Regions from separate parts of the Anas platyrhynchos genome. Here region 1 is linked to region 2. Evidence: chromatin contacts called from public Hi-C data. All regions are on one chromosome and are shown on one strand. Each heading gives the region's core, a stretch centred on a gene start, on an enhancer-like site or on the middle of the called end of the contact. The rest is flanking DNA. Distances are from core to core; before and after follow the strand shown. Region 1 holds the start of CHSY1 (chondroitin sulfate synthase 1). Region 2 holds the start of LRRK1 (leucine rich repeat kinase 1).

Region 1 (6,147 bases), core at 900-3,399, 140 kb before region 2:
TCTTCACCACTCTTATCTGCCTGGCAGCAATGCAGGACTGGTGGGAAACTGCAAAGGTTTGCTGCACCCAGGCTAGTGCTGCATTTTTAACCCTTTCCCCGCGTTCTGCGACTCTGGAAGGCAAACCGTGTCAGCCTCAGAAACCCCTCCTGCCTTTGGGCTGGTGTTCGCCAGGCAGTGCTTCTCCTCCTCTCCTTCCCCAGTTTTTCTCTGCCTCCCGTCTCTTCCTGTCTGGCCCTTTTTTCACTCTCCCTGCCTTCTGCCTTTTAGTTCTTGTCTGTTTCTTCCTCTTCCTATAAACGTACATCTCACGCGATCCTGCTGCGCTCTGCCTGTTGGCAACCGAAAGGAGACCTCCTGCTCCTTTCTGTTTGCTTGCTTGCATTTCTTCTCCGCTTCTATTTCTGTTTTATTTTTGTTTAACGCCATCAATTGTCATGGCACTCAGGTAATTCATTGCTCCTGACATCGCCAGAGTTCATCGGTGCTGACCTCAGTATCAGCCTTGCGACGTCAGAGCGCCAATAAAACCATGCAGAAGCGTTTTTTTTCAAGACACATCAGCATTTATTAAACCATCGGATTGCAGTATTACCTGACGCTTCCCAGAAATGTGACACGCTATAGGAAGATTGTAAAAATCCACCGTATGTGCCCAGCTTGGTGTCACTGAAGGCTGGCACAGTGGTTTCTTTCACAACGGCCCTTGCTCAATAACAGACTTTCTGAGCTTGCCATGGATGAGACCATGACATAAAGAAATGGTAAAAGATGCAAAGGGAAAGGCTGGCAACGGGAGATGCAGAACTGCAGGGGAAGTGGAAGGAACCACGCCGATAAGTGGATGGTCAGTGGGCTGGGCCAGCTGCGTTTGTTCTGCGAAGACTGCAGGCTTTTTTTGCTTGAAAATGTCAAGGGTTTGGGGCTGTTTGAAGCCGAAGCACTCTGCAGATGAAACGCACGTGGGGAGTTAGTGCAGCCAGATTAAAGAGAAGCACTTCACCCTGCCTTCCCTCTGCCGAGCAGTCCTTACGGCCTTAGGATGGAAACAGCCTGACCTATTTCTGCTAGCTTTAATTAGCAAGGTGGGAAAAGAGAACTGCCCCGGCCTTCTCTTCCCAGGCAGATGAACAACATGGCACAGGGTGAAGCCAGGGCTGGGGCCCCACACACGGCCAGGGGACGACACCAAGGGCCTGGCTGTGGGACGGGGCCGCGTGGCTGTGTCCCAGGGGTGTTTTGTGGTGTGGGGATAACGAGCTACCTGTGCTCAATCCATCAGGGTGCAGAAGGGGCAATGGAGCATTCCTGTCCCTGGCTGTCCTGCTGAAGTGTCAGCCCCAGCACTCCCCTCCCTGAGCACCCACAGTGCCACCTCAGCCACAGCACTCCCTGGGGTCCCATTCTTCTCTTTTACCTCACAGCTCCCACCCCACAACCAAAAAAAACCCAAATCCCCACAACCCATCCCCTACTGCCCCCGGGGCTCCTCACATCCCGGGGTCTCCACACCCCCCAGCTTCCCATCTCTCTCTTTTACCTCCCAGCTCCCACCCCACACCCAAAAACCCCCCGAACCCCCCCCCAAATCCCCACAGCCCCCCCACCCCGGGGTCTCTGCACCCCCCAGCTTCCCATCCCTGTCTTTTACCTCACAACTCCCACCCCACACCCCAAAAAAACCCCAAAACCCCCCCAAATCCCCACAACCCAACCCTTGCTGCACCCGGAGCTCCTTGTATCTCGGGGCTGCTCACCCTCTAGGTTCCCATTCCTCCCTTTTACCTCACAACTCCCACCCCACACCCCAAAAACCCCCCAAATCCCCACAGCCCACCCCTTGCTGCCCCTACAGCTCCTCACCCCCGGGTTCTCCGCACCCCCCGGGGTCCCATCCTTCTCTTTTACCTCACAGCTCCCACCCCACACCCAAAACCCCCCAAATCCCCACTACCCATTCCTTGGTGCCCCCACAGCCCCCACCCCGGGGGTCTCCGCTCCCCCCTTTCCCTCCCCCATCCCCTCAGCGGGAGGGGGGGGGCTGGCTGCGGGCGTCCCCCCTCCACCCCGGGCGGAGCCAGCGGCCGCGGGGCCGCACACGGCGCCTGTGCCGAGGGGCAGGACCGGGGCCGGGAGGGGAGGGGATGATGGAGGGGAGGCGGGCGCCCCCTTCCCTCCGCTTCCCGTCCCTTCCCCTTCCCCCCATGGCGGCGCTGGGCGACTCGGCGCGGCTGGCGGCGGCGGCGGTGGCCGAGGAGGAGGAGGAGGAGGAGGCGGTGGAGGCTGTGGTGGCGGAGGGGCTGTGAGGAGAGCCGCCCCCCCCCCCACCACCACCACGCTCGGCTCCGGGGTCGCTTGGAGCCGGGCTGTGGGGGCATGGCGGGCCGCGGCCGCCGCGCCTGGCTCAGCGTCCTCTTGGGGCTGGTGCTGGGCTTCGTGCTCGCCTCTCGGCTCGTCCTGCCCCGAGCCTCCGAGCTGGCTGCGGCGGCTCGGCCCCGCCGTGCCCGCCCGCTGGGCTGCCGCCCGCCGCCCCCTCCCCTCGCCGCTGCCGCCGCCGCCGCCGTCGCTGCCGCCTCCCAGCCTCGCCGCCCCGGCCCGCAGGCTCGGAGCTTTCTCTTCGTGGGGGTGATGACGGCGCAGAAGTACCTGAGGAGCCGCGCCGTGGCTGCCCACCGGTGAGGAGAGGGGACGAAGTGGGGGAGGTTTTGGGAAAAGGGGCTCCCCCCCCCCCCCCACCGCCATCACCACCTTGGGATGGGGCGCACTGAGGATGGATGGACGGACAGGCGTGTTGTTGAGGGGTGGCTCCGTTTTTGGTCTCGGGGGACCGTGGTGGTGGTCGCTGAGGGGTTTGGGGATGGCCAAACCCTCGCCTCGCTGTGCCCGGCACGGGCAAAGAGCTGCCGCCCTCCCCTTCCCAAATGGGGAGCTGTGGAAGCGCACACAAGGCCGGCTGCCCTTCCCAAAAAGACCTATTGCTTCTTCCCTCCCGAAGGCAGCAATCTCCCATTCCGAAACCAGCCACAATAATACATAACAGGCTCAAAAATAAAAGTTTGGGGGCTGCCGGATAGGGAGCTGGATAAAAAATCCCCCCACAACCCCGCGTCCAGGCGAGGAGATGGAGCCCCAGCAAACTGCGCCTGGGAACAAAGGGGGAAGCCGCTCGCTGCCTCCGCTCGCAGCTGTGCCAGGTGGAGCCGGCTCAGGAACCCTCTCCTGGTGGCCGTGCTGGGGTTAGGGAATGATTTGTGCCCTGGACGGTGTGCCTCAGACCCCGGTGATGGAGGTGATGGTGTAGGGACGGGGCTTCAGCCCTCAGCCTCAGCGCCTGGCGTGCCGGAGACGTGGCCCTGCCGAAATAACGCCCCTCGCTCCGGGAGGCCGGAGGAGTTGGGAGCTGAAAATGTCAGCCCGGCTCCGAGCAGGCCACAGGGGCTGCGGGGTGGGTCTTGGCCTCCTAAAACATCCCCTCGGTGCCTGTGCTGGAGGAAAGGTTTCTCCATCGCCTCCCTGCCCCGCTGGGCAACGCGTGGCCCCGCTGGCCGGGCAGGGCGCGATGGACGGGGGCTGTCTCCTCCTGGGAAGGGGCAGCTCTTGGTATCAGCACCAAAACTCCGCCAAATTGCTTAATTTGGGCAATCCGCAGCGTATTGTGCACCAAAGAGGGCCGTAATGGAGACTTAATGCCTTCTTTCGGCAGCAGACCCGTAATTAAGTTACAGAGGGCGTGTGACGGATCCTTTGAAAGGGGTGAAGGAATGCGTTTCTTCAGGGTTCTGTCTTTTTCTTCCCCGTGTGGGATGGAGCGCTTTGGATTGCAAATCCCACGAGGAGCCCTGCGATGCCCATTTACATCGGGGAAGGCTGGAGTCACGCTGGGACATCCCCTACCAGGTCCTGTGGCAGAGCCAGCGGTCTAGCAGCCACCCGATTTTGGGGCAGGAATCCCCAAAAGGACGGTGATCGCGGCATTGTCCGGAGACGGGTGTTAGTCCTGGATGTTTTCCCGTGCTGGTGCGGGAAGGGCTCTCCCACCTGGATTTGCCTGTGCTTGCAGGAGAGCTCGGAGCCAGATCTGCAGCGTCTGTGCACGAATAAAACAGTTAAAGATGCAGCTTGGCGGGTCGGGCTCCTTCAGCCCCGGGAAGGAGGGCTGAGCATCACTTTTTATTGTGCTTCTCTTTTTGGTTTAACCTCCAGAGGGGCTGTCAGCTCTGGGAAGGGCCGAATGGGGAGAGCTGGGAGCGTTGCGGTAGGGCTGAGGGCGTTTTTCTCCCCGCTGCTGGCAAAAGAAACGAGCTAATGTCCTGGTGACAGGAAGGCATCTTCGGGGGAAGGTGGGGAGGGGGAAGAGGAAGACGAACCTGAAATCCTAAATGGCTTTTGATTGCCATGAAGCGCTGGGGCAGACAATCGCTGGGATTACCACACTGACAAAGCATCCTGGGGAGCTGAATCGCTGGCACAGCGAGCCAAACGGGAAGCTGCTCGCAAGGCTTTCCCGGGGTGGCAGCGTGTGCAGGGCCTTGATACCGCTGAAAGGAATTAGGGATTCAGGGGCTGAATGCCTCCGCGCTGCCGCGGCTCAAAGGCCATTGACGGGCAGAGCTAAAAGGGGCTGGAGCGGAAAGCATTCGCTGCTCCTCGCTGCTGTGAATCCCGATAGGGTCTAACAAGAGGGGAAGCAATCCACTTCCTGAACATCAATCACGAGCCAAATGACCACTGCAAGGCAAAGCGGGCCCGCTGGATTTCCAGGAGCCGCCGGCCCTTTGAAACAGTCGGGCTTTTGTGCTCTGCGAGGCAGAGAAATAAGCTTCAGATCTCCAGGTTTTGGTGTTTTTTTTTTTTTCTTTTTTTGCAGGGCGGATTCGTAGCTTCGGTGATTGCATCTGACAGCCAGGTTAGAGGAGCTTCCCTTCGAGCAGGCCGGCAAAATGCGGCCTCAGAAACAGCAGTGTCACATCAAAGGGCGTGAAATAGCCAGGAAAAGAGCAGTGCAGGAAGGAGTTAAAGGACGGCCGGGGTTCAGGGAAAGTGCAGCACTGCGTGCTAATGGCTTTGCAGTTGAGGGGAGTTGTCCTGAAAGAGCTGCAGGAAGGAGAGGCAGTCAGGGCTAAGCACTCTCCCTGCAAGATTTAAGCCTGCTGTCTCAAGAATAGAAATATCGAGCCGTTAACCCTTTTTTCTTTCCCTTTTTTTTAGCGTTTTCCATAGCAACTAGATTTCCAGGGAAACCCGACAGGAGAGCAGTGCGAATGCTGCTGATGGCCGGGTGTCAGAGGTTGGGACACGGCGTGAGTGCCCCGTGTCCCTGCAGGAGCAGAGCCGTGGCGTTTCCCAGGTTGGGTATTATCTGGCTAAGCCCACTCCAGCTGCTGCCGGCGCATAATGCAAACCACATTTCCATGCCTTTTTTTTTTTTTTTTTCAATTCAGAGCCCAGAGCTGGCGGCTGTGGGGTTTTCTGGTCACTAGCGAGGTGGGAAGGTGGATTGGGGGGTGTGCGTTCACATCTCCTGGGAGAATTCACGTGCAGTGGCTGTGAACATCGTGACGGAGCGATGCTCAGCTTAGCAGCAGTGCCACAGGAAAATTCCTGCTCCTGTGTCATCCGGCACAAATATGATGTACCTGGGCTCTCCTAGCAGGAAACGGGATTTTTTCCTAAAATTTCAGAGAATGTTCATGGGACAGAAGGACACAAATCACGTAGGATTGATTGCTGCATGGGGATGTGGAGATATTAAGTTGCCCGCAGGGGATGGATCCCTTTCTGTCCCTTCCACAAGGAAAATCCGTGTGTACTCAGGGACAGAAACCCGGCATCTCATTAATTCAAAGGACTTTAAGGAGCTGTGGAAGCTGCTTAGGTTCTCTGTTAAATCCCCCTGTAGCAAATCTTGGTGGAAAGGTGGGACCTGGGTTCCTGTAGAACAATTGTGCAAAGTTAGCACTAATTGAACATAAAGTTTGCTGAAATGTGTGTCCGAGAAGGAAGTCCTGTAGGTCCCTTATCTTGCTGATAACGATTTCCGTCAGGTTAATTACACAACATGACCATTTCTGCAAACTCAAAACGATTTCTCTGGTCTCAGCTAAGTTCCCAAACTGTGCGGACAAAAGCAGAACATATTTTTCTGTA
Region 2 (6,201 bases), core at 2,592-5,091:
CCAAAGCTGAGAGCAAAAGTGGAGCAGGCTAGTATCTGCTCAGCCTGAGAAACTGTGCTCTGATTTTAGCAGCTTTCATACCCTGAATACACACTGCATCAGTGGCTGGGAACATATTTGCATTCGCATGCTGAAAAAGCACAGATCTTGTAAAACATATTTAGGAACTGCTGAGACATGATACATGTATTGACTAATTCCGTAGGCTTTGGGAGAAAATTGGTCTTCACAGAAATGCTATTCTTATCACCTGAACAGTCCAACGTCATTCCCCTTGCAAGTAAAACTCCTTGTTCTGTACTGTAGATTTTCTAAAATTAAGGCTCAAAGCACTCAAAGATCTTTCATATATTCAGATTTCATTGAAACTCAGTGGCAGCTGTCTAGCGAGTTCCCTTAAAACCTTCCGCTCCCAATTTGAACAGGAAAGAAAAGAAATCGTCCTATTTACCATTCTGTGTGTCCATGTTGCTCTCTCTGGAAACAGCGGATTCCTCAGTTCCCACACACCAGTACATTCTGGGTCGTAGTTGTGAAGATTGCACAGGCAAACTTTCTGCAGCACTCGAAACTGAGTAGTGTTGTCCTAGCTGAGTGATCTCTGTCAATTAAGTGCAGGAACGGAGCGACTGCTAGTGAGCACCATCTTGAAGAGCCATAATCTACCCTGTTTAAAAATAAACGGCAAAACAAATTAATCATTCTAGTAGAGAAAGTGCAAGATGCTTATTCCCGTCTGAATGCTACTTTGCAGAAAAGCACCCATCAGCCTATGCAAATATAAATACAATTATTTCCATCATGGCTTTGTTCAAAGAACACAACGTGAATTAACAGAGGAGACTAACAAAGTCTGCACTATAGAAAAGATAAATGTTCCCAATTTTTCTCCACCAAAGCTGACTCTTTGGTGAGTCTTTGGGTGGAGGGTGGCGGGGGTGGGCCTGGGTCACAGCTGCAGTTTCAGACTCTCCACAAGCTAGTGTAAAGGCAGAGCATTGAAACGACGAAACGCAGCTGGAAAAATCCTAAATGCAACCTCAAAACCTTTCCCATCCGCAAAGAAGACTGTGGCTCTTGTGCAACTCCACCGTGAGAAACTGAAAAATAGTGACGTGGTTTCTGAGCCCATTCTCTATAGAATAAACAGAGCTAAGAGAAGCACACCAGCTTCTTTCCTCTCTGCCCAGTCCTAGAGAAGTCCAGTGCTCTCGGAGCAGCAGGCTTCTTCAAACATGTCCAGGGAGGCAAACTAAGCCCCTACAAGCTCTCGGAGGTTGGCTGCTGCTGTACAAGAGCTCGGAAGAAGACTGTACAGCTCAGTCTCCCAGGGCTCTGACTTCTTCAAATCTGCACACCTGCACGTTTTCTCTCTTCCACCACTACAGGTGAGTTTGCAGCATGTGCCCAGCCAACGCCAGCGCTCCTCCACCTTCTGCTTTCAGTTTCAGCCCGTGAATGCCTCTCAGATGTAACTCAGTGCCCTTTACCTTTGATCCTGATTAGATTTTCTCATGCTCGGCATGTGATGCTGAAGTTTTGATCCAATGTGGCAAAGCACACAGCCCACCTCGTGCTTCAGCAAGCAAGACCCAGGCGCATTGCCCCGTGAGCAGAGGTGGCATCCTGTGCTGGGATCAGGACCAGGGGACGCACAGGGACACGTGGATCCGTCCCCACTCCCCAGGAAGCTGCTGCCTGCTCCTCCCTCATCACACAGCGTTTTAACAGCGAGCCAACACCGTTAAAAATGACTGAACGCTACATCAACTGTTTCCAGGCAAAGACTTGAGTTTTAGGCGCACTTAGAGCAAAACTGAGCTTCTGATGACCCCTACTTCGTGGTGCCGGCAGCAGGAACCAAAACTCGCAGCCCGAGCGCCGTGCACATCCTGCAAGCTGGGCAGCGGGCGAAGCCACAGCCTGCGGTTTGGCTCTGGGGTGTTTTTCAGAGACGGGAAAAATGATTTGGGTGCCACAGAGCAAATAACGACATGGACTGAGAGGCGTGGAGCAGGCTACAGGCAAGCGCTTTCACACCCCCCCACGGCCCAACACCTCCTTCGCGGCAGCACGGCCGCAGCTCTAAGCGGCCACAGATGGCCAAGCAGCCAAGCACCAGTGCGTCCGTCCGTCCATCTGTCCGTCCATCCTTGCCACAGACCACAGCAGACACGTGGGGGTGTCGGGGAGGCTGCTGTGCCTCCCAAAAGCTGTCCTGGTCGCTCCCTCTGAAAACGAAGGGGATGTGATGCTGGCAGCACCGAGCCCCTGCCTTCCCGACACCCTCACCATCAACGTGCTGAGCAGCTACATCAGAACAAACACTTCCCCATGCAAAAAAAAAAAAAAAACAAACCAACAAAACAACAGAATAACTCTTTTTAGCAGATGCTGGTTTTTGAAGCGTTTCCTTGCTGCACTACTGGGGCACACCATGTCTGAAGAGCTTTGAGAAAAATCATCCCGCACCCAATTTTTAAGTCTCTACCCGGATTACTGCGTGGGGTGGAACTTTCCTTGTACATAGTGAAAGGAAAAAACTTATATTTTTCCTGAAACTGTGATAGTGAGTTCCCTTTAACTAGTGAATGCTTCAGCTCTAAGTGCCTTAGTGTCACACAGCCCCTGTGCAGGCTCCTGTATTTCCCTATTTTGGGATCTTTGTGTATACACTAAAAGCGTCCCTGTGGTGCTGTTACCTCAAGCAAGACGCACTCAACTGCAACACGTGCAAACACCAGGTCTTAATTTGATTTAGGGAGAGAGAGTGACTGGAAAAACAGCACTACTTGAGTCCTACGGGCTCTGCAGAATCCCATTCAGGAGGGAGATGGTGAAGAACAGATCTGGGTGCAGGTTTACATCCCGCCTCGTGTACTCCCAGCATCTCTCCTGAGCCTCCCTTACTGCCAGCTTTCAGGTGCTGCCCCAGCACACCCAGCCGTGCCTGGCATCACTTCCCAACCCACAAGCAATCTCCACAAACTTTGATGTTTCTGAAGAGCTCATTTAGGGCCCGGAGCTGTGGTGGACAAGGCAATGGGGTCTGAAGAGGCGGATAGCACCAGCGGGGTGCCCCCAAAAGGGCTGGGCGAAGGCTCCCCAGGAAGCAGCAGCGGCTGCCCGGTGAGGAGCAGAGCGTGGCTCAGACCTGTCACCTGCTGAGGGCCTTTCGGCGACACGAAAAATCTGCGGAAAGCGGCAAATTCTGTGATTCTGTGAAATCGCTGCTGCCCCCTTCACAAAGCAGGCACCGAGAGCCAGCCACCCTGCGCCCTACCCGGGTGTAAAGCTCAGCAGGAAGCAGGAGCGGCAATCACACCCAGTTTCCCTTCGGGTCTCCCCTCTTCCTAGCGGCCACACGGAGGGGCCGAGAGCACCGAGGGGCTTTTCCCCGGCCCCGGCGGAGCCCCCGCGGCCACCCCGAGCCGAGCCGCCCCTCACGGCCCCGGCCGGGCTCCCTCCTTCCCGGGGCAGAGCCTCCCGCCCGCCGCTTGCTGAGGAGAAGCCGCCCCCCCTCGCCCCAAAACTTCGCTCCCAACTTTTATTTCGCTTTTATTTCTCTCCAGCTGCCCCCCTCAGCGTGCTCAGCGCCCCCCCTCCACCTCTCCCAGCCCCTCGCCGCCTTCCCCTCAGCGCGGCCCCGGCGGCGGGGGCAGGTGCGTGCGGGGCGGCGGGGGGCCGGGGGCGGCCGTACCTCCTGCGTCCTGCCGGGGCTCTTCTCCTCCTCCTCCTCCTCCTTCTTCTCCTCCTCCGGCCGGCCGCCCGCCTCGCTGTGCGGCTCGGGAGGCGGAGGGAGGAAGGAAGGAAGGAAAAGGAGCGGGGCAGCAGCAGCGCGGCGGCGCCTCCTCCGCCACCGGCCCCCGGAGGCCGCGGTGAGGGCGCGGGCGGCGCCCCGCGGGGCTTCGGCGCCCTCCGCCATGCCGTGAGGGGGCTCCGTCCTCACCGGGTCCCCGCGGGGTAGAAGGGGCTGCTGAGGGCTCCCTCCGCTCTCTGGGCACATCTACACAGGCTCATGCTGCTTGTTTTTAATTAATTAATTTATTTATTTAGGAAATATTGGATTCTTGAGGTGAAGCAGCTGAAGTCCCCGTCTCTCAGCCACGTTATCTGGATGGCTTCGTCAGTGCTGCCACCACACCACTGTGCCCAGAGCGCGGCTGCCAGGCTGGAGATGAGTCCTGTAGCTTCGTGGTGGAGGCTTGGCCTTGCCGATACAGAGACACGTTGAAGGGGATTTACCAGAGGCCAACATTTATCTGTTTCAGAGCCCTGCCAAGGGCTTTCACTGAGACACAGTTTCACAAAGTTGATCATATTTAATAAAGTGACAGAACAGTTTCAGAATTGCTGCTGATAAATATAATAGTGCTAATATACGATAACAGTGCAAGCAAAATGCTATCCCAGGTATTACTCCTTGCTGAAAGGTGCAGAGTTTACCAAGGTGTCCCTCTCTTGGTGAAGGAGAAAGAGCACAGCCCGTTGACTGCCTCTTCTAGGTTTCCAAATCCTTCTCCTCCGCCCCCCAGCTTTTCTTTTTCTCCTCCCAACTTTTTTCCATCTTTTTTTTTTTCTTTACACTAACTCTTTTATATCCTAACCTTATCTGTTCCCTTCTTGGGGTGGCATTTAGCATGATTTGGGTGAACAGCTGAGTACTATAACCACATATGTTTACTATGTACTTTTATTAATCTCATTATCATATTCAGGGAGTTTTAACTTTAATATTCATTTTATACATAATAAAGCAAAAGGTTTCACTCAGGCACCATGGCCCTCACAATCCTGCCACCAAAACAAGGCCATCCCACCAACAAAAGACTCCCTCAGCAGCCTCGTACTGAGCCTGAGATCCTCCATCCACAAAGTTGGTGTAAGAAACAAGAACAAACTGCTCAACTTTCAGCTCCTTTGCCCGAGGCTGGTGCTTATCAGTGACTCTGACAAGTCTTACTCTTCTCCACGCAGAGTTCATCTGAGATTTGTTTCTGTGCAAATTGCTCCTTTTCCAGATTGTGGAGCGGGTTTGCGCCTTTTAGGAAAAGCAAAGCAAGATCGCCCCCTTTCTGCCGAAGGTGTTAGTCCAGCTAGGGTGGTGTTGGACACGTCCTTTCCCCATCACAACCCAATTAATTTCCTGATACCAGGTGACTTTTATAAAACCTGGTACTACTACGACTTTATTTTCCCTACCCACTGGACCTACTAAGAGAACACCATTTCTGCATGACTTCTGTTTTGTTATTCATTATGATTCCTTAAATTATGTACAAAGATTTTTGTGTGTGTTTTGTTTGTTTGTTTGTTTGTTTTTTCCCTGGCCCAAACCAAGAAATGGGTCTCTGATGATTTCCTGAGGAGGGAAAAAGCCACATCCATGCGCTGAATGGCTGCTGCAGTCTGAGACTTGCTCTACGGTGCTTCTTTGCTATGCTCATGGAGACACAGAGAGGATGGGTCTTCACTGGTGCTCCTACCTCTGTTCAGGTGTCCACTAATCTGCTTTAGCTGCAACCACGAGTGCTATCTGTTTAGCACCCTTTCCACTTTCTATCCAGTCTGCTGTCTTTTATGCCTCGCAGCCTGGCTCTTATCCAGAGCTTTTAAAAAACTTTTTTTTTTTTTTTTTTTTTTAGTACCATTGCTTAAAAACCCACTGAAATCACATTTTTCCTTTTATTTTGATTGAGACTATAAATTCCCCTAGCAAGAATTTCTCCATTTTTTTCCAGCATATCTTTTCCCCCTCTTCCTGGCCTACGTCTCCATTGATTATATTACAATAATTTGTATCTCCAGTCTTCTCCTTTCTAATGTTTGGTCACAAAGTTCCTGAGCAGTGCTGTTACCAAGTGGAAAATTCAAGGGGCTTGGCTTGCCCTGTGCAGGGAGATGACAGGTATTTGTCTTTTATCACACGCGTATTAGATGTGAAGAGAGTTAAAGACAGTGGCATTTTCTTGCTCTGGCCACACTGCAGATGAAAGAAATAAGACAGGAAAGGGAAGGTGTGGAGCAGAGTCTTACTAGTGATGACTGTGTCACAAAGGGATTTAGGAAGCAACCAGCCCAGGGCAGGACATCCCATCCAGCAGCATGGTCCACAGTCCCTTCAAATTCTCTGTTTTGAGGCTCACCTCAGAAGGCAGAAAGGATCCATCCTGCTCTAAACTGGAAGGAGCTGTGCTTGCC

What was found. A called contact is a pair of places that touch in the nucleus more often than the background predicts.
Region 1: a contact with region 2 is called in a Hi-C map of subcutaneous adipose tissue, with 4 times the contacts expected there. The contact joins the promoter of CHSY1 here to the promoter of LRRK1 in region 2. A contact is called at or near these places in 2 of 8 Hi-C or Micro-C datasets (skeletal muscle and subcutaneous adipose tissue).

The regions. Positions count from the first base shown.
Region 1 is chr11:22,054,472-22,060,618 of IASCAAS_PekinDuck_T2T, reverse strand. It overlaps CHSY1 (chondroitin sulfate synthase 1), which reads left to right and starts at 2,149. Exons shown (of 3, transcript XM_038184984.2): 1 at 2,149-2,675. The coding sequence starts at 2,377.
Region 2 is chr11:21,917,104-21,923,304 of IASCAAS_PekinDuck_T2T, reverse strand. It overlaps LRRK1 (leucine rich repeat kinase 1), which reads right to left and starts at 3,841. Exons shown (of 34, transcript XM_038184842.2): 1 at 3,701-3,841; 2 at 452-667. The coding sequence starts at 518.